Regions from separate parts of the Mus musculus genome. Here all the other regions are linked to region 1. The links are chromatin contacts, called in public ChIA-PET and promoter capture Hi-C maps. All regions are on one chromosome and are shown on one strand. The core of a region is the stretch at or near the end of the contact, and the rest is flanking DNA. Distances in the headings are between cores, read along the strand shown.

Region 1 (2,847 bases), core at 44-2,543:
CATGTGTCCCAGGAATGGGCTCAGGCTATAATTGGTGGCAAACTCCTTTAACAGCTGAGTAGAGACCCTTGTTTGAGTCTGCCAGGAATTGATCCCTGACTGCCTTGAGCTGAAGTTCTATCCCCTGCCCAAATCTGTCCAGGTAATGAACCTTGTACAGGCATGACAATCTGAATTAGAGACAAACATTTCTGCCAATGCAATCACTAATGACGACAATGAGGCTCGGGAGTCAGACAGATGACTCATAAGTTAAGCCAAACTGTTACTCTTACAGAGAACCCAGGGTACAGCCCAGCACCCACATCAGGCATCGTGTAATTTCACCTCTCTTCTGACTTTCCAGGCACCTGTATGCATAAGGCACACACACTCACACGGACGAGGACCTGTGTGAGTGCACACAAACACACAAAGAGCTGCTTGAGGTTCATGAGGCTCCAGCCTCAGTAGAGGGTGGTGGTAAAAACTTGTAGACAAACTACCCTGAAGAGGGAAAACAACCTCTTTGTGCACGGAAGCAGCCGAGGCAGCAGGCACAACGCGGTCTGACTGTATCCGAACCTGAATCGGGGATCCTAGCCCCTTCTTGTCCCAGCTATCCCCACCGAGGGCTGCAAAGGACCCAAGAGGTTCAAGAAGGGTTCATCACGGATTGCAGAGCTGGAGCACAGGACAAGGGCATCAGTATTCAGTAAAATTAGGGCTGGCTTGCCCTCCTTCGGCAGCTGAACGCGGCACCCGGCTCAAGGACAGGGAGCAGAACCTGCAGCGCGCAAGCCAGCGGGCCAACTGTGACACAGGAGAAGGCGGCCTCACGGCCCAAACTGAAGCCTTCAGTACCCTTCTGCGCAGGCGCAGGCGACTCCGGAGGCTGGTCACCAGCCTCTCCACACAGTCCTCTCCCACCCCCCAGCCAGGTCACGCGGCTGCAGTCGAGTATCTTTTCACGCTCCGCCCCCACCGTGGGAGTGCGCAGGCGCGCTTGAAGCTTCGCGCCCCACTTCCCTCGGAATCTCCCCTTCCCCCTGCCAGCTCGAAGTGCGCAGCCGTGTTTGGAGTCGCCAACACGGTCGCTGCGCAGCTCCACTCCGCTCCCCGCTAAGCTCCGCCCCTTAAACGGGAGCGCGCAGCCGTATTCTGCATTCCCCGGCGTGCTCTTCTCGCTGCGGCCTTCGACGCTCCTGGAAGCTCCGCCTCCTCTGTTCCCTGAGAAAGGCGGAGACTGGTGCGGAGGGGCGGGGTAACTTCGGGACCGCGCCTATAAAGGTGGCCGCGCCGGCCGCGCGCGCGGCTCCTCTCGGCGGCAGCGGCCCAGTGGAGGGGTCCGTGGTGGCGGTGGTGGCGGCGGTGGCGGCGGCGGCGGCGGCGACGGCGGCGGCGGCGGCGGCGGCAGCAGCAGCGGTGGCTGTGGCGGCGCTGTTCCCCGCGCAGTCCTCGGAGCGGGGTCCGGGCTGTGCTAGGTGAGGTGACGGCGCTGCGACCCCGGCCGGTGTCCGACCCCGGTGAGCGCGGCGCCAAGGGCGACATTCTCCGAGGGAGGAAGGAAGCCCGAGTCAGGCGCGGGAGCTCCGCCGAGCCCCGGCCGCCTCCGCCCGGCCGAGCGCCTCTCTCAGCCTCGGTCCTTTGTCTCCTCCGCCCGCAGGGTCGCCTCCCAAGCCGCCCCCCGGGCCCCGCGTCCCCTCCCCCGCTGGTGGGGCCCGGACTGAAGATGGTGCAGAAGAGAACAGCCGAACTTCAGGGCTTCCACCGTTCGTTCAAGGTGAGGGGTCCTGTCCGGGGGTCCCATTGCAGTGACGGGTGCGACGGATAAGCAGAGCCTACTCGGGAGGCTGGTGCAGGGCTTGGGAGGGGTGCTTGCATTGGACTTTTGTGCTGGAGGTGGTGGGGGTCAGCAGGCCGCAGCCCTGTCCCCATCCTCCTAGTAGCTCTCTCTTCTAGGACCCTCAACCCCCACCCCCAGGCTTGTGATTGGTGGCTCTGTGTCCCTTGCAGTTAGCCCGATCACAGTCGTCTGTTTCTGTGTGTGATCCTAGGCAAATCGAGTGTTTCTGTTCCTTGCAACTTCCAGGCCTGTCTTGTGCTGGTTGGGAGAGTCAGTAAGCTGCAGCCTTGCTTCTAGCTGCCTACTAACTCTTCATGAACTGCCCCAGGCTCCCCTGTGATCTGTGGCTGTGTCCCTAGCAGTTTCTCAGCCCGGGCTTTCCTACCTCTGTATGTGGTCTCTGATGGACTTTACATTTGTTTCCTGCAGTGTGTGCTTGTTGCAGGCTACAACCTGTCCCCGGCTGCCTAGTAGCTCTTTCTTTCAGGACCCACTCCCACCACTGATTGGTGGCTCTATGTCCCTCGCCATCAGCCTGATCTCAGTCTTGTGCTCCCCACCCACTTTCTGTATGTGATCCCACACTTTCTGTGTCCCCCAGGTTGGCCTTGTTCTGGATGAAAGCACGTCAGCAGGTCCTAGCTCTCTCTTTTGTGAGCTCCCCTAGGTTGGCTTGTGGTCAGTGGCTGGATGTTCCTTGCAGTCTCTCAGCCCCGTCTCCCCTACTTCTGTGTATATAGTTCCAGGGAAACCCTGTATCTGTCCACTGTAGTCTCAAGCTGGCCTGTGCGGTTGGTTGGGATCAGAGGGGATGAAGCCTTGTTGGGGAAACCCTTTGGCACATGGGTATGCTTTGCCCCACTGCAACCTCCACACTTGGTGGTGGCCTGTGGAGACCTTCCCTCAAGACACCCCAGGCCCAAAGTGTTATTTCTTATCAGAACAGGAAGTTTCTGTAGTGTTATTAATGGTGGCTGATTGAGTCTTACCTTAGATGAGTATATCTGGGGGTGGTGAAGGTG
Region 2 (2,965 bases), core at 167-2,666, 710 kb before region 1:
GGAAGCGGGCCTGCAGGGGCTGCTTGGGGTCCACCAAGGTCTTCCCTATGGCCTCTATCTCTTGCTCCGTTACCATGGCAACGGCCTCCCCAGCACGTGATCTGCAAGGCCGGATTCTAGGCAGTAGAAACCTACGGTAGAAAAAGGAGAAGGGGAAATCTCAAGCTAGGGCACACACCTGCATATCTGCCATTCCAGCCCCGGGATGCTGAGGCAGGAGGACCCCTGAGCTCCAGGCCACAGAACTTTCTCCACATCCATCCAAGTGCTGGGATTAAAGGCATGCGCCACCACCACCTGGCCAGACTTTTTCAGGATAGCTTAGATGAGGGATCTAGAAACTGTCAGTTGCAAAATGGATCTCACCCCTGCCTCCCACACCACCTTACTGGAGGTTCTCATGTAGCCCTGTGGGATACACTTTATCCGTCCCCTCCTCCCTCCGGACTTCTCCCTGCTCCTGCCTTTGCACAACTTGTACCCTCTGCATGGCCCCATAGATGCAGGACAACACTCCCACACAGGTGTTTTCTTTCACGGATGAATTAACACGGAAACAGACATCGTCCAGTATAAGAGGACCGGCCCCTGTCAGCCATTAGACATACAGCAGATGCATACATAACAAACTGGACTAGCAGGCTGTGGCAAGCTGGAAGGCCTTCTGGGCTCTGATGTCACCCAGCGTCCCCGAGTTTAATGAGGCAGGTATGGCTGCCTCACCAGTGATGCCCATCAGCCTACAGTCACACCTTGAAAATGGAATTCATCAACACACATGAAGCAGGTCTACGGGAGCTGGCAGCAGCTGTGTGGCAGTGAGACCCACATCCCGATTTACCCCGAGCAACAACAGGGGAGACCAAGGATCTCGTGGGTCCAAGAGTGCCCATTCGAGGTATGGGGCCTCCCGCTTAATTCAAAAAGGCTCCAGGCTGGGCAGAGGCTGAAGCAGGAAGATAACCGGTCCCAGGAGATCCTGTTTCCAAATACTTAAGCTGAGAGGTCAAGCGCGGGCCGGCCTGCACGTGAGCCCCGCATAGGCGGCCAACCTGTCAGCTAAGCACGGGGTAGGAGGAGGCCATTCGTAGCCACACAGTGGGTTGGAGGCTAGCCTGGGCTACATGATATCCTGTGTGACGTCAAATACTGAAGGAAAAGGGTCCAATTCCCCGTAGGACCCCCTCAAGGGAAATCCCAGCGCTCCCGGGAGCAGCGAGTACCTCAAAGCGGAAGTCCCCCGAAGGGGGGGCACTTCTGGCACTGCTCACCGTGTTTTCGTCTACAGGGACTCGTCAATAAGCTCCGTATACTCGGGACAGATGGAGAGAGTCGCTGCGACAGCTCCAAGAACAGGTCCGCGGACGCATCTCGCGCGACGTCCTCTGGACGCCGCCATCTTGATGGCCACGTGACCATGCTGGGCGGAACCATCGTCGCGACTAGGGGTGACCACACCCGGAACGATGCGGCAGCGACGCCCCAGGACTGTCCTAAGAGCCGGAGAAGCAACTTCCGGTCTTCCTCCGGAAGAAGAGTTTCCGACCGTCTCTCCCATAGAGAAAAGAAAATGGTTTGATCCCATTCACAGCACAACCGGGCCGGCCGTGCATAGCGCATGCGCAGTGTATAGTGGGCGTGGCTATGTTCTACAGGGCGCGGCCAATGGTCTCTGGGACCAAAACAGAGGAAAAGAAATGGGAGATAAAATAGGCGTTACGAGCAATCTCAGCAGTGAGGGCACTTGCAGTCAATTTGAGAATGAGTTCGATTCTGGGGATCAACAGGATATACGGCAGTGACATGACCATAAAGTCGAAGTTTAAATTTTTAAATATGCCGGGCGTTGGTGGCGCACGCCTTTAATCCCAGCACTCAGGAGGCAGAGGCAGGTGGATTTCTGAGTTCGAGGCCAGCCTGGTCTACAGAGTGAGTTCCAGGACAGCCAGGGCTACACAGAGAAACCCTGTCTCGGGGAGAAAAAAAAAAAAAAAGCCGGGCGTGGTGGCGCACACCTTTAATCCCAGCACTCGGGAGGCAGAGGCAGGCGGATTTTTGAGTTCAAGGCCAGCCTGGTCTACAAAGTGAGCTCCAGGACAGCCAGGACTATACAGAGAAACCCTGTCTCGAAAAAACAAAACAAATGTATATATGTGTGTGTGTGTAAATGTCATGAAGTTCATTACTTTTTTGGTTTAAAGATTTATTTATTTATTTTTAAAGATGTACTTATAATATATAAGTACACCGGTTGTGAGTCACCATGTGGTTGCTGGGAATTGAACTCAGAACCTCTGGAAGAGCAGTCGGTACTCTTAACCACTGATCTCTCCAGCCTCCTCATTACTTTTTTTTTTTTTTTTTTTTTTGAGACAGGGTTTCTCTGTATAGCCCTGGCTGTCCTGCAACTCACTTTGTAGACCAGGCTGGCCTCAAACTCAGAAATCCGCCTGCCTCTGCCTCTCGAGTGCTGGGATTAAAGGCCTGTGCCACCACGCCTGGCTTCCTCATTACTTTTTTAATGATTTATGTACATTGGTGTTTTGCCTGGATGTGTGTCTATGTTAGGGCGACAGATCCTCTGGAACTGGAGTCAGAGTTGTGAGTCACCATGTGGGTGCTGAGAACTGAACCTGGGTCCTCCGGAAGAGCAGTCAGTACACTCAACCACCAAGCATGTCTCCAGCCTCCATGAAGTCCGTTATTACATAATTATGTAAATTTAATTTATGGTAATAACAATTTTTAAAGTAAAAATAAAATTAAGACAAAAATACACTATTTTTCAGAATGCTACCAGGAAGCCTGTTATTATATGGGCTTGTATGATGCATGGATATAAATGTGGAAAATGCAAATGTCAGTACATACGCTAAAAATACACAATTTACATGCCAAAAATTCAAAGTAAAATGAATATTAGACTGGGAATGAATGTTTAAAACATTTTATAACTGAGCTTACA
Region 3 (2,700 bases), core at 130-2,629, 690 kb after region 1:
GTCAATTGCGTTATTTTGAGATGAAACAAAATATGGAACGCTTCACGAATTTGCGTGTCATCCTTGCGCAGGGGCCATGCTAATCTTCTCTGTATCGTTCCAATTTTAGTATATGTGCTGCCGAAGCGAGCACAAGCGACGGTTTTTTGCCTCAGGTATTTAAAGGCAGAGAAGCAAATTACTTTTCACATACAGTAATTATGATTTTTTTTTGTTTTTGTTTGGATAAAGTAACGTTTTCACATGTCAAAAAGAAAGGCTACCACTCATAACACCGCTCAGAATAATTATCTATCCGCGTGAAAGCTCACATTTAACTAATTAATATAGCTGTCTGGGAGAAGCTTGTGCCAGCGAAGCCTTCTGGGAAGTCATATGCAAATTAGACAGGCACTACGAGGCTCCGCCCCTCAGTGGTAGCCGGATCAGCGCGGAATCCGTGATACTGGTGCGATGGTGAAACTGTCTGCTAGTAAACTATCCATGGAATTTCGCCCTTCAGCGCTGCGGCCGCCAATGAAAACATTATGCTAATGAGCAGTTAGGAAGCCCTGCCTCCCAGGGCAGGGTGGGTAATGAGTCCTCAGCAGACCCCGCCCCTAAGTGAGGCTGTGGCCAGAGTGAAGCCCTATGTAAATAGGCCTTACTAAGTGCGTCTCCGCCCCCTCTAATTCTCCGCCAATAGGAAACCATATACAAATACGACGGGCAACGTCGCCCCGCCCGCAGGTGGATGCAAATGTTTTAGCTTGTTTCTGAGACCACGCCCCACAGATCGCCCACCGCTAACCTGGATCCCTCCACAAACCAAACGAATTACACCCGACACTGCCGCTCAATGCTTAAGATAGAGCTCTGGGCTAAAGACATGGCTAAGAGCACTGACGCCTCTTCCAGAGATCTTGAGTTGAAGTTCCAGCCTCCGTTATGGTGGCTCACAACTCCTTTCTGGTGTATCTGATGCCCTCTTCTGGTGAGACTGAAGACAGCGACAGTGTACTCACATATATAAAGATAAAGCTCAATGCAAATGAATCGTGACACACGACTCCACCCCAGGCCGTGCCACAGTATGTGGGAGTGAATATATGCAAACAAACGGGGCTGCTCTTTAATGCACTCCGTGTAGCCCCTGCAAATTGCAAGCTCACTGCAAACGAGACCGGACAAAGCTTGAAGGAGCACTAGGAAAATAAACTGAACTCCATGGTACTCTGCCCTTTAGCGCTGAGGCGACCCGCATGAAATGTGTAAAGTCAGGCTCCGCCCACTACTCGTGGTGCCCGCCTTTCGGCCCTGAAGCCCGGCCTCCTCGGGCGGCCGCGGCGATCCCAGCGTGCCCCGCGCACGGGCGGCGCTCTGGCCCGGCGCTCTCGCCGGCGTCGCGGGCCGGACGGACGCGAGCAAAGGGGCAGGCGGCGGCGGCGGCCGGGGGCGGCGGGGGGGATCCGGCGGCCGGGACGCGGCGGGGGTCAGCCGGCGGCCGCCGGGGTGACGCGGGGCGGTGATGTCGGAGCACGCGGCAGCCCCAGGGCCCGGGCCCAACGGCGGCGGGGGTGGTGGCGCGGCGCCCGTGCGCGGCCCTCGCGGCCCCAATCTCAACCCCAACCCGCTCATCAACGTGCGCGACCGGCTCTTCCACGCTCTCTTCTTCAAGATGGCCGTCACCTACTCACGCCTCTTCCCACCTGCTTTCCGCCGCCTCTTTGAATTCTTCGTTCTGCTCAAGGTGACCTCTGACCCCTGACCTCTGACCCCTGACCCCAGCTGTCATCCGCTCGCCCACCCCCGGCAACTTTACCACTTGGCTCCTGACGCCTGGATACCCTGATACCACTCTTACAGATGCTATCTCTGGTCCTCACTTCCTCAGCTCTCAGGCCCCGCCTCCTGCCCTTTGGCCTCAGTCTGCCACTTGGGAGCCTAGGCCCCAAATTTTTCCACTCAAGACCAGAGCCCAGTGTCCTCTTGGAGTAGGATTTTGGACTCGAGGTCCACCTTCCCACCTGTCACTCCCATCCTGTCCTGCACCTCCACTGAGAACAATATGGTCATTTCCATTCCATTCCTGACTTTCCACTGTAGACCACCTCCTGTGCTGGAGGCCCTGTCCCGCCTGTCATTTCTATTCTACCCTGATTCTCTCAGTCCAGTCTCTACTAGTCAGTCCCATTCCAGCACACCCTGAACCAACCCCCTGGGGACAGCCCCCTACCCCCCAGTGTCACTGCTCAAATTTTCTGTTACTTCACTGTTTTCAGACTCTTGCCAGGTTTTCTGTGGCTTTGGGTGAGGTCATCTCACTAGGGTCAGCCACAGAGTCACAGCCAGATTGGCCAGGGACCTCTACAGCCAGCACCTGCCCTGGCTGTGTCTTCTTCATGTGCTCCCGGGAGATCCCGGTTCTCGGTCACAAAGGCTACTCGAGGGATGGCACCAGGCTCTCTCTGAGGAGCTGCCTGGGCCTTCTGGTGTTGGGGTCATGGCTTGGTGGCTGGCATGCTGATATTGGAGGGCATTGGTGAGTTTGGGACTCACTCCTGGTGCTTCTCAGAACTGAGCGTTCGGGGGTTTCATAGGTAGATCTAGCTTGAGCTCAAGACAGCTGTGGGCATCCCCTCAGGCCCCAGTTCATTGGCTGCAGATGAGCCCATGCTCCATCTTCCTTCCTGCCCTCCACACCCTCAGGGCTCCGGGTGG
Region 4 (2,700 bases), core at 112-2,611, 720 kb after region 1:
GGAGCATTTCTCTTTGCTGCTGACTATGGATGTTAACTGACTTTCTGCTTCCTGCGCTGACTTCCCTCATATAAACCACAAGTGTAAATAAATGCTTTCCTCCTCCTCTGCACTGCTTCTGGTTCCTGCCTCCTCCTCCTCTGTACTAATTCTGGTCACTGCCCTTTTCTAAGTTTCTTTCCTGGTTGCTCACGACAGCACTAGAGCCACCAGCAGGTTGAACACTGTCCTGTATCTCAGTCACAAATGAGGACCCTATAGACATGGCCACATTTTTGTTTTCAGAAGTCATGGGTAAGATCTCCAAGACCACCTGCCTACCTCAGGTAAAACTGGACACCAACCAGTTTTACTCTCTAGCATTCCCAAGTGACACATACGTGTGACAAGCTGTTCTCACCTCCCACAGGTAGATGCTCTCTGCAATTCCTGCCAGGACATACAAGCCATTAGGTGCTGTGGTCAGACAGGTGACAGGCCCAGGACACATGATTTTCTGTTGGAGCTGATCCTAGGGACACAGGATACAAGACAAACTATGTGAGTATCAGAACGGAGGCAATGGAAGGTTAAAGTTTTTAGTACAGAGAGCAAGAGTAAGGGGGTTGGGGAGACAGACTGCTCAAGTGAGGGGTTGTCGGTGCGGCTCAGGGTTAGAACCACTGCCTAGAACCTCCCAGTGAAGGGCAGGGTCAGGGCTCAGCAGTAGGGATCCCAGCGGACAAGAAGGAAGCTCTGTGTTCCAGAAACATCAGAACCAGTAACCCCAGGCCTCAGTCAGTCCTGACTATGAAGATCTGCGACTCTTTACGAGGGTAACAAAAGGACGGGCCGTCGGTCTCTGTCTTCCTGCGGCTCCTCAAGATCTCTGATCTGCCATGCTGTCCAAAAGCATGACCTCTAACGGACCCCATTTTCCCTTCTGCATCAAAATTGGCGTCCCTAACACTACAAGCGTGCAAAAGCGGATTCGCCATCGATCTTCATCTGAGCACGCGTGCGTTGGCGCCATCTCCCTAGGAGAAAACCCCTCGGCCTCCGAGTACGCCCTGTCACGCAGCCACCCCAGGGTCGCCGGGACCCCAACCCTGGCGGCGCCCCAGGACTCTCGGCTGCCCCGCGGACGCTGAGGCCCCACACCTTACGCTGCAGCTCCCAGGCGCAGATGTAGTTCTTGCCCTGCTGCGCCGCCAGCAGGTACTCGCCATTGAGTAGCGCCAGGCCTCGCGGCCCCGCTTGGCCGCCTCGGTAGGTGAGCAGGTTGGCGCCCGAATGAAGCTCCCACACCACGCAGCTCCAGAGCTGTGCCGCGGCGTCAGTACACACCACCACTTCCATGGGCGCCGCCATCTTGCTCTGCCAGTCCCGCCCCTGAATCCCATCATCCTTAGAGAGACTGTTAAGATGGCTCCTGGCCGACTAGAACGGCCATAGCGCCTCCTAGAGGCCAAACTGGAAAGTCTACGCATGCGCGGTAGCTTCACCAAGCCGAGGAGGCTGTTGATTGCCTGGTGCTTTACGGGTTCCAGGAGCCCTAACGTGCGCATGCGTAAAAAGTTCGCGGCTCTGGGGCGGAGCTAGCAGCAGGTGAGAGGGCGTAGCCAGACGACCTGCACATGCGTACAAGCCAGTGCGCGAAAGGCGTAATGCTAGACCCAGCCAAGCAGGTTAAAGAACACCAGGAGCTTCTTCGGGGGCGGGGCGGGGCGGGGCGGGGCGGGGCGGGGCAAAACAAAACAAAACAAAACAAAACAAAACAAAACAAAACAAAACAAAACAAAACAAAACAAAACAAAACAAAACAAAACAAAACAAAACAAAACAAAACAAAACAAAACAAAACAAAACAAAACTGGATTCCTGCACATGCGTAGAAGACTGGGGAGTCCCTGGCCGGTCAGCACTGTATTACCTCTGTGTAGTGGAAGGTATTTTTGCTACCTGTTTGCTGGGTTTGTCTTTTTTTTTTCTTTCTTTTGTTTTCTTTTTCTTTCTTTCCTTCTTTTTTTCTTTCTTTCCTTCTTTCTTTTCGAGACAGTGTCTCTTTATGTGCTGGGTGGCCTTGAGCCTCCACCACCGGTGACCGGTTTATTTACTTTCTTTTCTTCTTCTTCTTTTCTTCTTCTTCTTCTTCTTCTTTTCTTCTTCTTTCTTCTTCTTCTTCTTCTTCTTCTTCTTCTTCTTCTTCTTCTTCTTCTTCTTCTTTTCTTCTTCTTCTTCTTCTCCTCCTCCTCCTCCTCCTCCTCCTCCTCCTCCTCCTCCTCCTCCTCCTTCTTCTTCTTCTTCTTCTTCAGATATTTACTTTATTTACATTTCAAATATTGTCCCCTTTCCTGGCTTTCCCTCTGAAACCGGTTTACTTTTTTTTTTTTAAAGATTTATTTATTTATTATATGTAAGTACACTGTAGCTGTTTTCAGACACTCCAGAAGAGGGAGTCAGATTTTGTTACAGATGGTTGTGAGCCACTATATGGTTGCTGGGATTTGAACTCCAGACCTTTGGAAGAGCCGTCGGGTGCTCTTACCCACTGAGCCATCTCACCAGCCCCCGGTTTACTTTTTAAACCTTGTTTTATAGCAAAAATATAAACCACTGATCTTTATACTTTATTTAGACCAAATGAAGTTAGTGACTTACTGCATGTAAAATCAGGCTACATACTCATCAAGGATAATATGTCTGGCTGAGGTGAATTGG
Region 5 (2,700 bases), core at 150-2,649, 680 kb before region 1:
CAGTTAACCCGAGAGTTCTGTCTAGTTCTGGGTTTCCTATGAGACTCAAAATGGTGCAAGATGTTAATCCCAGCACCCAGAAGGCCAGGGATCTGACTCGGAGGCCAGCCTGGGAACATCTCCTGTCTGTCCCACTGTGAAGGGACCCAGGCCTGTGCAAAGTCAGGCTGGCCTGGTATCTCCTGGCAAACATAAGCCCTTCTGAGTATTTCTTTCCATTTTTGGAGACTCAATGAAACAGTCATCCCCCTGCTTCAGCTTTTGAATATGGTGACAGGTGTGCAGGCTGTGCCTTGAAGCCCGGATTCTTCCTGGATCCTGAGAAACTAGAAATTCCAGCCCCTAGGCTGGCAGATGCCACTGGGCCACTGCTGTCTTGAAAAAATGTCATCTAGGGGCGGGGCTGGTTCTGCAACCCCTACCCCAGGCAAAGGGACGGAGCCTTCCAGGAATTCCCCAGGGAGGGGCTACAACCCCAGGGCCAACCTCTCCAACTGTCTACACCAAATGAGAGAGCTGCTGGGGACTACATGCTGGGCCACCCCAGACAGGAGCCACAGGCGAACAGAATGAAGTGGGTGGGCAGCAGGAGGAACACAGGACACAGGATGATAGTCAGGGAAGGGGACTGGGGGGGGGGGGGCAGAGCTGTAAGACTAAAGACAGGGTACAGAATCCTGAAAAGGTAGAGGGAACAGGACTGGCCCACGGATGGCAGTCAGCGGAGAGGATAGGATATAGCGGGAGAGAGAGGACAGACAGACACAAGAGTGACAAAAACGGGGAGATGAGACACTGGGGAGCAGAGGGTAAGAGGGACACAGGATGACAGTCAGAGGGGAGGACTTCCACAGGGCGACAACCACAGGAGAGGACGGACACAGGGCGGCATTCAGAGGGGAGGAATGACACAGGATGACAACCACAGGGGAAGACGGACACAGGACGACGGTTAGAGGGGAAGACGGACACAGGACGACAGTCAGGGCAGGGAAAGGCTCACCCGCTAGGTGCCAGGCCTTGCGGGGCCCACAGCGCACGCAGGAGGCGCGGTCCGCCTCGTAGCCCACGAGCGGCGTGCAGAGCCCGTCGGCCACTTGGCCCAGCAGCAGCAGCAGCCCCGCGCCCCGCGAGCTGTACCCGCGCACGGAGTGCAGGAATAGTAGCAGGTAGGTGAACCACATGCCGGCGCACAGGTCGTTGAGGAAGTGGCCGACCGCGAAGCTCAGCCGCGCGGCGAGGGACAGCGTCCGCGGCGGCCCCGGGCCTGCGTCGTCCGACGGAGGCGACATCGCGGCCGCAAACCCCACCGCCCCACACTGCCGCCCCGCGCTACCCGCGCGGCTACGCTGCCGCCGCTCCCGGGAGCCGCCTCAACAGGGCGGAGCCTCGGAGCAACGGCCACGCTCGCCAACCGGAGCCGCGCGTCTCGGCCCGGCGCCCAATCAGCAAGAGGAGGCGTGGCCTCTGTCCGACGCACTCCCGCGGCCCTAACGCCGCCCTCTGCGGCTCCGACTTTTATCATAGCAGTTCGTTTCTATTTTACTTTCTTCGTGTTTTAATTTGTTTGACTAAAGAAAAAAGTTTTGTTTCTTCTTGTAACAAAGGGTATCTTGTAGCGCAGGCTTTGACATTTCTGCTTAGCAAAAGACAACTTCGAACTCCCCATGGTTCTGGCTCCACCTCCACAGTGCTGGGAGTCACTGAATTTGTCCTTTCACAACCTGAAAGCTTTTTCTTTTGAGACAGGGTCTCATGTAGCCCAGGCCACCCTCAAGCTCAGAACGCAGCTGAGGATAACCTTAGACTTCTGATCCTTCTGCCTCCCTCTGGAACTCCATGGGTGCGGGGTTGCATCCACAAATCACGCCTTTAATATTCTGTTTTCAGTCAGGGTCCCACTAGCTATCCAGGCTAGCCCTGAAGTCCCTCTACAACCTAGGCCGTCCTTGAACTATCAATTCTCCAACCTTAGCCTCGAGGATTGATGGGATTTCGGGCCTGGCTTAGTGAAGGGCGCCCAGATGTCTGTCACTCACCCACACTCTGCCTTGGGCCCCAGCTAGCCTGCAGCTGGAGGCTGGTGCTCACTCCCGCGCGTGCTCCCTGCAGAAGGGGCCAGAATGAGAACACACCGGGGTGATCCCATAAACTTCCAGACATACATAGTGAGGCACTTACAGGACATATTAGTGCTAATTAATTATTAATTACAGAGAATAGCTGGGCAGAACATCAAAATACAGGCTAGTCTTTAATGAGGGCTGCTAGTGCCAGGAGCCCCACGTGGCAGACGCCTGTGTTTCACTCCTACTTACTGGGTGGTTTTGTGGAACACACTCAAAGAAAGGGGAAGTCAGGCCTCTGTTGGCCTGGTGACTCAGAGACACAGGTGCCGAACACCCCCACACAATTCCAGGCCCAGATCATGAGACACATGAGACAAGTGTCCTCCTATCCCCTCCTCCTGACATTTTATTCCTTTTTTCCCCCCAACTGACCTCAAGCTCAGCTCTGTAAACGAGGCTGGCTTTGAACTCCTGATTCTGCTGCCCCCACCTCCTGAGTACTGAATGGCAGGCCTGTGTCATAGCCGCTTGATGGTGGGGTTACCTGTCTGTATCACTGTACATCTTCCTCCGGGGCATTCAGAGACACGCAGGCTGGATCTGAACCCCTAAGTCCCAAATGGACTGGTCT
Region 6 (2,700 bases), core at 126-2,625, 750 kb after region 1:
GGAGGGAGAGAGGGAGGGGGAGAGGGAGAGAGGGAAGAGAGAGAGAGAGAGAGAGAGAGAGAGAGAGAGAGAGAGAGAGAGAGAGAGAGAGAGAGGTCACTAGCTCGGCCAGGCCTTGCAAAACACGGTTATTTGGAGTTGTGCAAGGCCAGGGCCCGAGGGTGGCGAAAGGGGCCCCTCTCTCCTCCAAGGGAGGTGGAGGGGGAAGGGCAGGAGCTGGGGAGGGGGCTGGGAAAGAAGGCACTGTGCCCCCCCAGGAGACGTGTGCAAAAACACACCCCAGTCAGAGGACAAATGTAAAACAACAACAAAAAAACAAACAAACAACCCCCCCAGTGGAGTCGGTATTTCAAAGGCTTCTTGGAAAGAGCGAGCTGGGGAGGGGGGGTGACCCTGCTGCCCAAGTCGTAAAAAACGGAAGATATTTGACAAACCCGCTGCGAGTTGACACACACGCGCGCACTCCGCGCTTCCTGCTCCCTCTTTTGTGTCGGGGGGGGGGGGGCAGGGGACCCTACCGGAGGGATCTGGATGGGCGCACCCCGCGGGGCAAGTGGAGACCCCAGTCCCAGTAGTACACTGGAGCTAGGGAACGAAATGGGGGGGGGGAGATGGGCGGACCCCGCTGGACACAGGTTTGGAAGAGAAAAAGAACTGTAGGTACCGGGGCGTGGTGGCGCGCCCGGCCTGGGATTTTCCCAAGCACTTGGGAAGGAAAGCTGCGGCAGGGGGATGGCCTCGAGTTTCAGGCTAGTCTGAGCTTTAACTCGAGTTCTAAGTCAGCCCGTACTACACAGTAAGATCCTATCTCCAAACATCTTTTTTAATTAATAAGAAAAAGCAAAACCATGTTCCCAGAGCGCAGCCCCCAGTCCTCTGCGCGCGCGCACATACACAGACACACACACCCCGGGTCCGTTTCCTTCCGCCAGGGGACAGCGCGCACTCGCGACCCCCGCGCACTCGTGTACCGGATGAAGGTCTCCAAGATCTACAACCGCAACAGCCACCCCAACTCTGATCCGTCAAGTCGCATACTCAGCCCTGCACCCCTCTACGCGCGCGTCTTTGCCTAACTTTGGAGACCCCGCAATTGTCGGTTTCCAGGGTGCCCTACGCTGCCACCTTTAGGAGAGATCGCTAGAGCCGCGCTGCAAAAGGCCTTACCGCCCGGGGTGGCCCGGGGGGCGCATGCCCCGGTGCCCGGAGCCCAGCCCAGAGTCCAGCCTGCTGGTGGCCTCCGGTGGCCTCTCTCCCCCTTGGCCTCCCCCTGGTGCCCAGTGCACGCTCCTGGCTTCGGGGTCACCCGCCTCACCGAGTCTCCAGGCCGCGTCTACATCTCCATCCGTCTGGATCGGATAGGGACGAGGTCTCCGCGCGCGACCGGGCCCCCCGCCCCGCCCCTCCCCCACCCAGCAGACGAATCGCCGTGTGACAAATTGCTCTCAGATGCAAATACCTCGCCGGTGATTCAGCAGCCCCGGGGACGCAGGAGGAGGTGGTGGGTGTCTCTCCAGGGTCCCCCTTTCCAAGCTTTCCCAGGACACCACACCGGGGTCCCCCTTCTCCAACTCAATCTGAGGACGTCCACGGTGGGAGGAGGTGGAGGGGAGCCGGAGAGCCGCCACAGAGTGGACGGAAAACTTCAGGTCGCGGCCCCTTTAAATGATAATAAATAATAAAAGGAAGGGGGAACCGGACTGAGGGACGCTCCGCCCCCATCTTAGGGACCGTGCGCAAAGTGCACGCCGCAGCCCACGGCGCAGAGGCCGCGAGCGGGAGGGCGGGGCTGCGAGAGCCCCATCGCGGGAATCCCGAAGAGTTAAAAAGGGTTCCTCGCCCCACCTCTGAGCGGAAAGTCACCTGGGCCCCCGGCCGTTTCCTGGTTTCACCCGGAACGCAAGATGGATAAGCCAAGCTTGGAGCTGGAACCTCCGCCCACTATGCTACCCTAACCTTCCGGGCCTGAGGCTCCACGTCTCTGAAATGGGCTTAAAAACCCCCGGCTAGGCTAGATCTGCGGGGGCTGGGACGCTGGGGTGTGAGGGCGCTGCGTGCGCAAAAGCACCGGGTTGGGCTGCGCGCGCGTTCGAGGAAATGCGAGGAACCGTGACGACCGTACCTAGGAGCGAGGGAAAGGAGGGCCATCCTTTAACCAACTCAGTGAAGCCCCTGCCTCGGTCTACCCAGTTCGTCTCGGGAGAGTACTGGATTCTGAGGTCCCATTTTGCAGGCTGGGAAACCGAGGCATGATGTGAGCTCAGCTAGAAGTTGAGACGATTCTAGTGGGTAACGCCAGTGCTCAGGGCAACCCCCGACCTCGACTAGTTCCCCATAGGTGGTGCTCAGGTCCCTTGTTAGACTGTTGTGGGGATCTTGAGCAGTCTGCCCCTTGAAAGCCACTTGTGTGAGTGTCTGGAGAGATGGGGTGGCTCCGGCCAATCCAAGTTCCCGGAATCCTCCCTAGAATCTGAGACTGCAGCAGTTGCTTGGAACCTTAGCCTGCAAGGCTAAGAAAGTTGCAGGTGGCAGCGAACTGCGCCTTCAAACTTTAGACACCTTGATGTGTTGGGGTGTGGCCCCGGGGTGGAGCTGGGCCTGCACACCAGCATTCTTCTCCAGCATCAAACGGGCTACTAGCAGATCTTTCTCCCTCTAATCATCTTGTGTGTCCCCTGTAAACTTGGGCAACCCCCCAAA
Region 7 (2,841 bases), core at 44-2,543, 770 kb after region 1:
AGAAGCCTCTGACCTTGTGTTCCCTGTCCCCTCCCCTGTCCCCTCTGCTGCTCAGCATAGCTGTGGTCACTGCAGAGGTCTTATATGTTCAGCAGGCCTGGCCCTCCTTCCCTTCCCCTTCTGTGTGATTCTTTGAGCTTGGGGGAAAGGGACGATTTTAATAAAGCCTTGGTGCTCGAGTCCTGTCCCCGTGTTTGTCTTTAGGTTTGGTGGGGGTGGGTGAGACTGGGAGATCACTGAGGGCACGAGCTAGCAAGCTGGACACGGGGGAACCTCAAAGTCTCTATAACATTAGTTCATTTTACAACATGTAAAATGCTTAAAGATGAGGTGCCAGGTTGGGGTTCGATGGGGAAAGCAATTGGTTAGCATGCTCAAAGCCCTGGGTTCCATCCCCAGCACCATTTAAACCACATGGTGACCAGTGACAAGTGATTTTGAGGCCAGCCTGGGCCATGTGGTAGACAGGTCTCATTGTTGGACACCTCTGAATCCTAGCACTCAGGAGCCAGAGGCTGATGGATCTCTGTGAGTTCAAGGCCAGCTAGTCTACATAGCCAGGGCCATACAGTGAGACCCTGCCTCAAACAACAGTCACTTGAGGGCCAGCAAAATGGTTAAGCACGTTAAGGTGCTTGCCGCCAAGCTTGATGATCTGAGAGCAAGAACCAACTCCTTGTCCTCTTACGTGCACTGTGGAAGGCACACTTATACACACACACACACACTCACACAGGAGCCCGTGGCTTGGTGGTACACCTCTGTCATCCCAGTAGGTAGGTAGAGGCAGTCACTGGAGAACCTCATCAGTGTCAGGCCAACCTGAGCTATACAGTGAGCAACGAGCTCTGCTGTCAAGAAACAAAATAGAAAAAACGTGAGTGAGCCTCCAATAGGATGTTAGGGTGCTTGTCAGTTCCTCTGAGGAACAAAATATGGAACGCTTCACGAATTTGCGTGTCATCCTTGCGCAGGGGCCATGCTAATCTTCTCTGTATCGTTCCAATTTTAGTATATGTGCTGCCGAAGCGAGCACAAACAAGGCTTTTCTCCAAGGGATATTTATAGTCTCAAAACACACAATTACTTTACAGTTAGGGTGAGTTTCCTTTTGTGCTGTTTTTTAAAATAATAATTTAGTATTTGTATCTCTTATAGAAATCCAAGCCTATCATGTAAAATGTAGCTAGTATTAAAAAGAACAGATTATCTGTCTTTTATCGCACATTAAGCCTCTATAGTTACTAGGAAATATTATATGCAAATTAACCGGGGCAGGGGAGTAGCCGAGCTTCTCCCACAAGTCTGTGCGAGGGGGCCGGCGCGGGCCTAGAGATGGCGGCGTCGGATCCCGGGCGTTGGGGCGAGTGTGGACCGCGGCCGCCGGGCCGACTGGGCGCCCGGGGCGGACAGGTTAGTACGGCGTGCGGGGTACGGGACTCGTGGCTGGTGCGTTTCAGGCTAAAACCGCGAGCGGAAGGCCGAGGGGCGGGGCTTGCGGGGTCAGAGGGCGGGCCTGGGAACAAAGCTTGCTGGGTAGAGGCCGTTGTGGGAGGGATGTGAATAGGGGGAGCCTAAGGCGACGGGGTTGAGGAGGGGGCGTGGTCCGAGGGGCTGAGCCTCCCTGGGAGGGGCGTGGCCTGAGTTCAGAAGTTGGATGGAGGGGCAGAGTCTGAAGAAATAAGACTGATAGAGAGGGATGTGGCCTAGGGAGCGGAGTCTAAGGTGGGCCGGGGTTGGGGGTGCTAAAGATCTGAGATCGATGCAGAGAGGTGACCTAGTAGTCACAAGCTGAGCAGAAACTGAGGCTGAATTTACCAGTTTGGTTTGGAGGCGGAGCCTAGGGTGATTAGACAATGTGGGTGGAGCTTAACGAGCTTGGGCGGGAGGTGGTGGAGGTGTGTGTGTTAAGACTCAGGATTTAGCCGGGTGTGGTGGTTCACGCCTTTAATCCCAGCATTTGGGAGGCAGAGGCTGCGGATTTCTGAGTTCGAGGCCAGCCTGGTCTACAACGTGAGTTCCAGGACAGCCAGAGCTATACAGAGAAACCCTGTCTCGAAAAACCAAAAAGAAAAAAAAAAAGACTCAGGCTTTTTGCCAGGCGCACGCCTTTAATCCCAGCACTTGGGAGGCAGAGGCAGGCGGATTTCAGAGTTCGAGGCCAGCCTGGTCTACAGAGTGAGTTCCAGGAGAGCCAGGGCTACACAGAGAAACCCTGTCTCAAAAAAAAAAAAACAAAAAAAGGCTCAGAATTTGAGCCTTGGATGTTAACTTGTTGAGAGTATTGTGTGGCATGGGCTGCTGCGGGGTCTAAGCTACTAGGTCCCAGGCAAGGCTTGGAGACTGAACTAGAGTGTAGACTGAGGCCCAGACTGAAGTGGTAGGGGTGGGCCCGGTTGTGTGTGTGGAGGGTGCTTAGCGTTTGTAGGCTGAGCTCAGGCTGATCTGGGTTGCCTAGGGAGGAGTGACCCCAGGCGGGGCATCATGGATTTTATAGCAGGGCTCTCGCTGGAGAACATTCTAGACACCCTTTAGCTGGGAGCTGCTATAGAGCACTGCCTCCCTTTTCCCCAGGAGCCAGGGACCGTGCTGGGTGCGGTGGGTATGATGGACCTGGCCTATGTGTGCGAATGGGAGAAGTGGGCCAAGAGCACGTACTGCCCGTCGCTGCCCCTGGCTTGTGCCTGGTCCTGCAGGAACCTCATTGCCTTCACCACAGACCTACGCAATGATGACCAGGGTGAGTGCTGGCTCTCCTTACCTGGCTAGGACCTGGGGATCAAGACCATGTGGGTGGGCTTGCCAGGTGTGGCTCCACTGTGCCTCAGATCTGGAAGGCTC

What was found. Promoter capture Hi-C pulls out the DNA fragments that hold promoters and counts their contacts. ChIA-PET counts read pairs in DNA pulled down with a chosen protein or histone mark.
Region 2: a promoter capture Hi-C map of erythroid cells shows a contact between it and region 1, with 4 times the contacts expected there. The contact joins the promoter of Dohh here to the promoter of Mknk2 in region 1. A contact is called at or near these places in 5 of 39 promoter capture datasets (cranial neural crest, embryonic stem cells, erythroid cells and 2 more), 1 of 484 Hi-C or Micro-C datasets (CD8 T cells), 4 of 115 datasets of contacts at active chromatin or transcription factors (embryonic stem cells, memory CD8 T cells, microglia and 1 more) and 2 of 9 other capture datasets (adipose tissue and liver).
Region 3: an RNA polymerase II ChIA-PET map of memory CD8 T cells shows a contact between it and region 1, with 171 read pairs. The contact joins the promoter of Tmem259 here to the promoter of Mknk2 in region 1. A contact is called at or near these places in 4 of 39 promoter capture datasets (the C10 cell line, liver and pre-B cells), 2 of 484 Hi-C or Micro-C datasets (CD4 T cells and uterus), 4 of 115 datasets of contacts at active chromatin or transcription factors (effector CD8 T cells, memory CD8 T cells, microglia and 1 more) and 1 of 9 other capture datasets (liver).
Region 4: a contact with region 1 is called in a promoter capture Hi-C map of erythroid cells, with 7 times the contacts expected there. The contact joins the promoter of Wdr18 here to the promoter of Mknk2 in region 1. A contact is called at or near these places in 1 of 39 promoter capture datasets (erythroid cells), 2 of 115 datasets of contacts at active chromatin or transcription factors (microglia and pancreatic cancer cells) and 2 of 9 other capture datasets (adipose tissue and liver).
Region 5: a promoter capture Hi-C map of erythroid cells shows a contact between it and region 1, with 4 times the contacts expected there. The contact joins the promoter of Mfsd12 here to the promoter of Mknk2 in region 1. A contact is called at or near these places in 6 of 39 promoter capture datasets (the C10 cell line, the SN4741 cell line, cranial neural crest and 3 more) and 2 of 115 datasets of contacts at active chromatin or transcription factors (bone marrow-derived macrophages and pancreatic cancer cells).
Region 6: a promoter capture Hi-C map of pre-B cells shows a contact between it and region 1, with 4 times the contacts expected there. The contact joins the promoter of Arid3a here to the promoter of Mknk2 in region 1. A contact is called at or near these places in 4 of 39 promoter capture datasets (the C10 cell line, liver, pre-B cells and 1 more), 2 of 115 datasets of contacts at active chromatin or transcription factors (memory CD8 T cells and pancreatic cancer cells) and 1 of 9 other capture datasets (liver).
Region 7: a promoter capture Hi-C map of pre-B cells shows a contact between it and region 1, with 4 times the contacts expected there. The contact joins the promoter of Med16 here to the promoter of Mknk2 in region 1. A contact is called at or near these places in 2 of 39 promoter capture datasets (the C10 cell line and pre-B cells), 1 of 484 Hi-C or Micro-C datasets (CD8 T cells) and 3 of 115 datasets of contacts at active chromatin or transcription factors (kidney, memory CD8 T cells and pancreatic cancer cells).

The regions. Positions count from the first base shown.
Region 1 is chr10:80,674,739-80,677,585 of GRCm38.p6, reverse strand. Mknk2 (MAP kinase-interacting serine/threonine kinase 2) reads left to right here and starts at 1,293. Exons shown (of 14, transcript NM_021462.4): 1 at 1,293-1,505; 2 at 1,646-1,762. The coding sequence starts at 1,712.
Region 2 is chr10:81,382,885-81,385,849 of GRCm38.p6, reverse strand. Dohh (deoxyhypusine hydroxylase/monooxygenase) reads right to left here and starts at 1,416. Exons shown (of 5, transcript NM_133964.3): 1 at 1,272-1,416; 2 at 1-131. The coding sequence starts at 76. It overlaps Gm48551 (predicted gene, 48551), which reads right to left and starts at 1,416. Exons shown (of 6, transcript NR_168929.1): 1 at 1,272-1,416; 2 at 1-131.
Region 3 is chr10:79,982,939-79,985,638 of GRCm38.p6, reverse strand. Tmem259 (transmembrane protein 259) reads left to right here and starts at 1,379. Exons shown (of 11, transcript NM_001003949.4): 1 at 1,379-1,729. The coding sequence starts at 1,508. It overlaps Gm26243 (a small nuclear RNA gene), which reads right to left and starts at 133; the gene lies at 27-133.
Region 4 is chr10:79,958,813-79,961,512 of GRCm38.p6, reverse strand. It overlaps Wdr18 (WD repeat domain 18), which reads right to left and starts at 1,361. Exons shown (of 10, transcript NM_175450.4): 1 at 1,141-1,361; 2 at 401-511. The coding sequence starts at 1,350.
Region 5 is chr10:81,356,190-81,358,889 of GRCm38.p6, reverse strand. It overlaps Mfsd12 (major facilitator superfamily domain containing 12), which reads right to left and starts at 1,399. Exons shown (of 10, transcript NM_028657.4): 1 at 1,004-1,399. The coding sequence starts at 1,292.
Region 6 is chr10:79,926,016-79,928,715 of GRCm38.p6, reverse strand. It overlaps Arid3a (AT rich interactive domain 3A (BRIGHT-like)), which reads right to left and starts at 1,375. Exons shown (of 9, transcript NM_001288625.1): 1 at 1,316-1,375. It overlaps Gm40715 (a long non-coding RNA gene), which reads left to right and starts at 1,725. Exons shown (of 2, transcript XR_001779822.2): 1 at 1,725-2,254.
Region 7 is chr10:79,907,390-79,910,230 of GRCm38.p6, reverse strand. It overlaps Med16 (mediator complex subunit 16), which reads left to right and starts at 1,293. Exons shown (of 15, transcript NM_198107.2): 1 at 1,293-1,413; 2 at 2,575-2,740. The coding sequence starts at 1,336. It overlaps R3hdm4 (R3H domain containing 4), which reads left to right. Exons shown (of 8, transcript NM_177994.5): 8 at 1-179. It overlaps Gm24019 (a small nuclear RNA gene), which reads right to left and starts at 1,036; the gene lies at 930-1,036.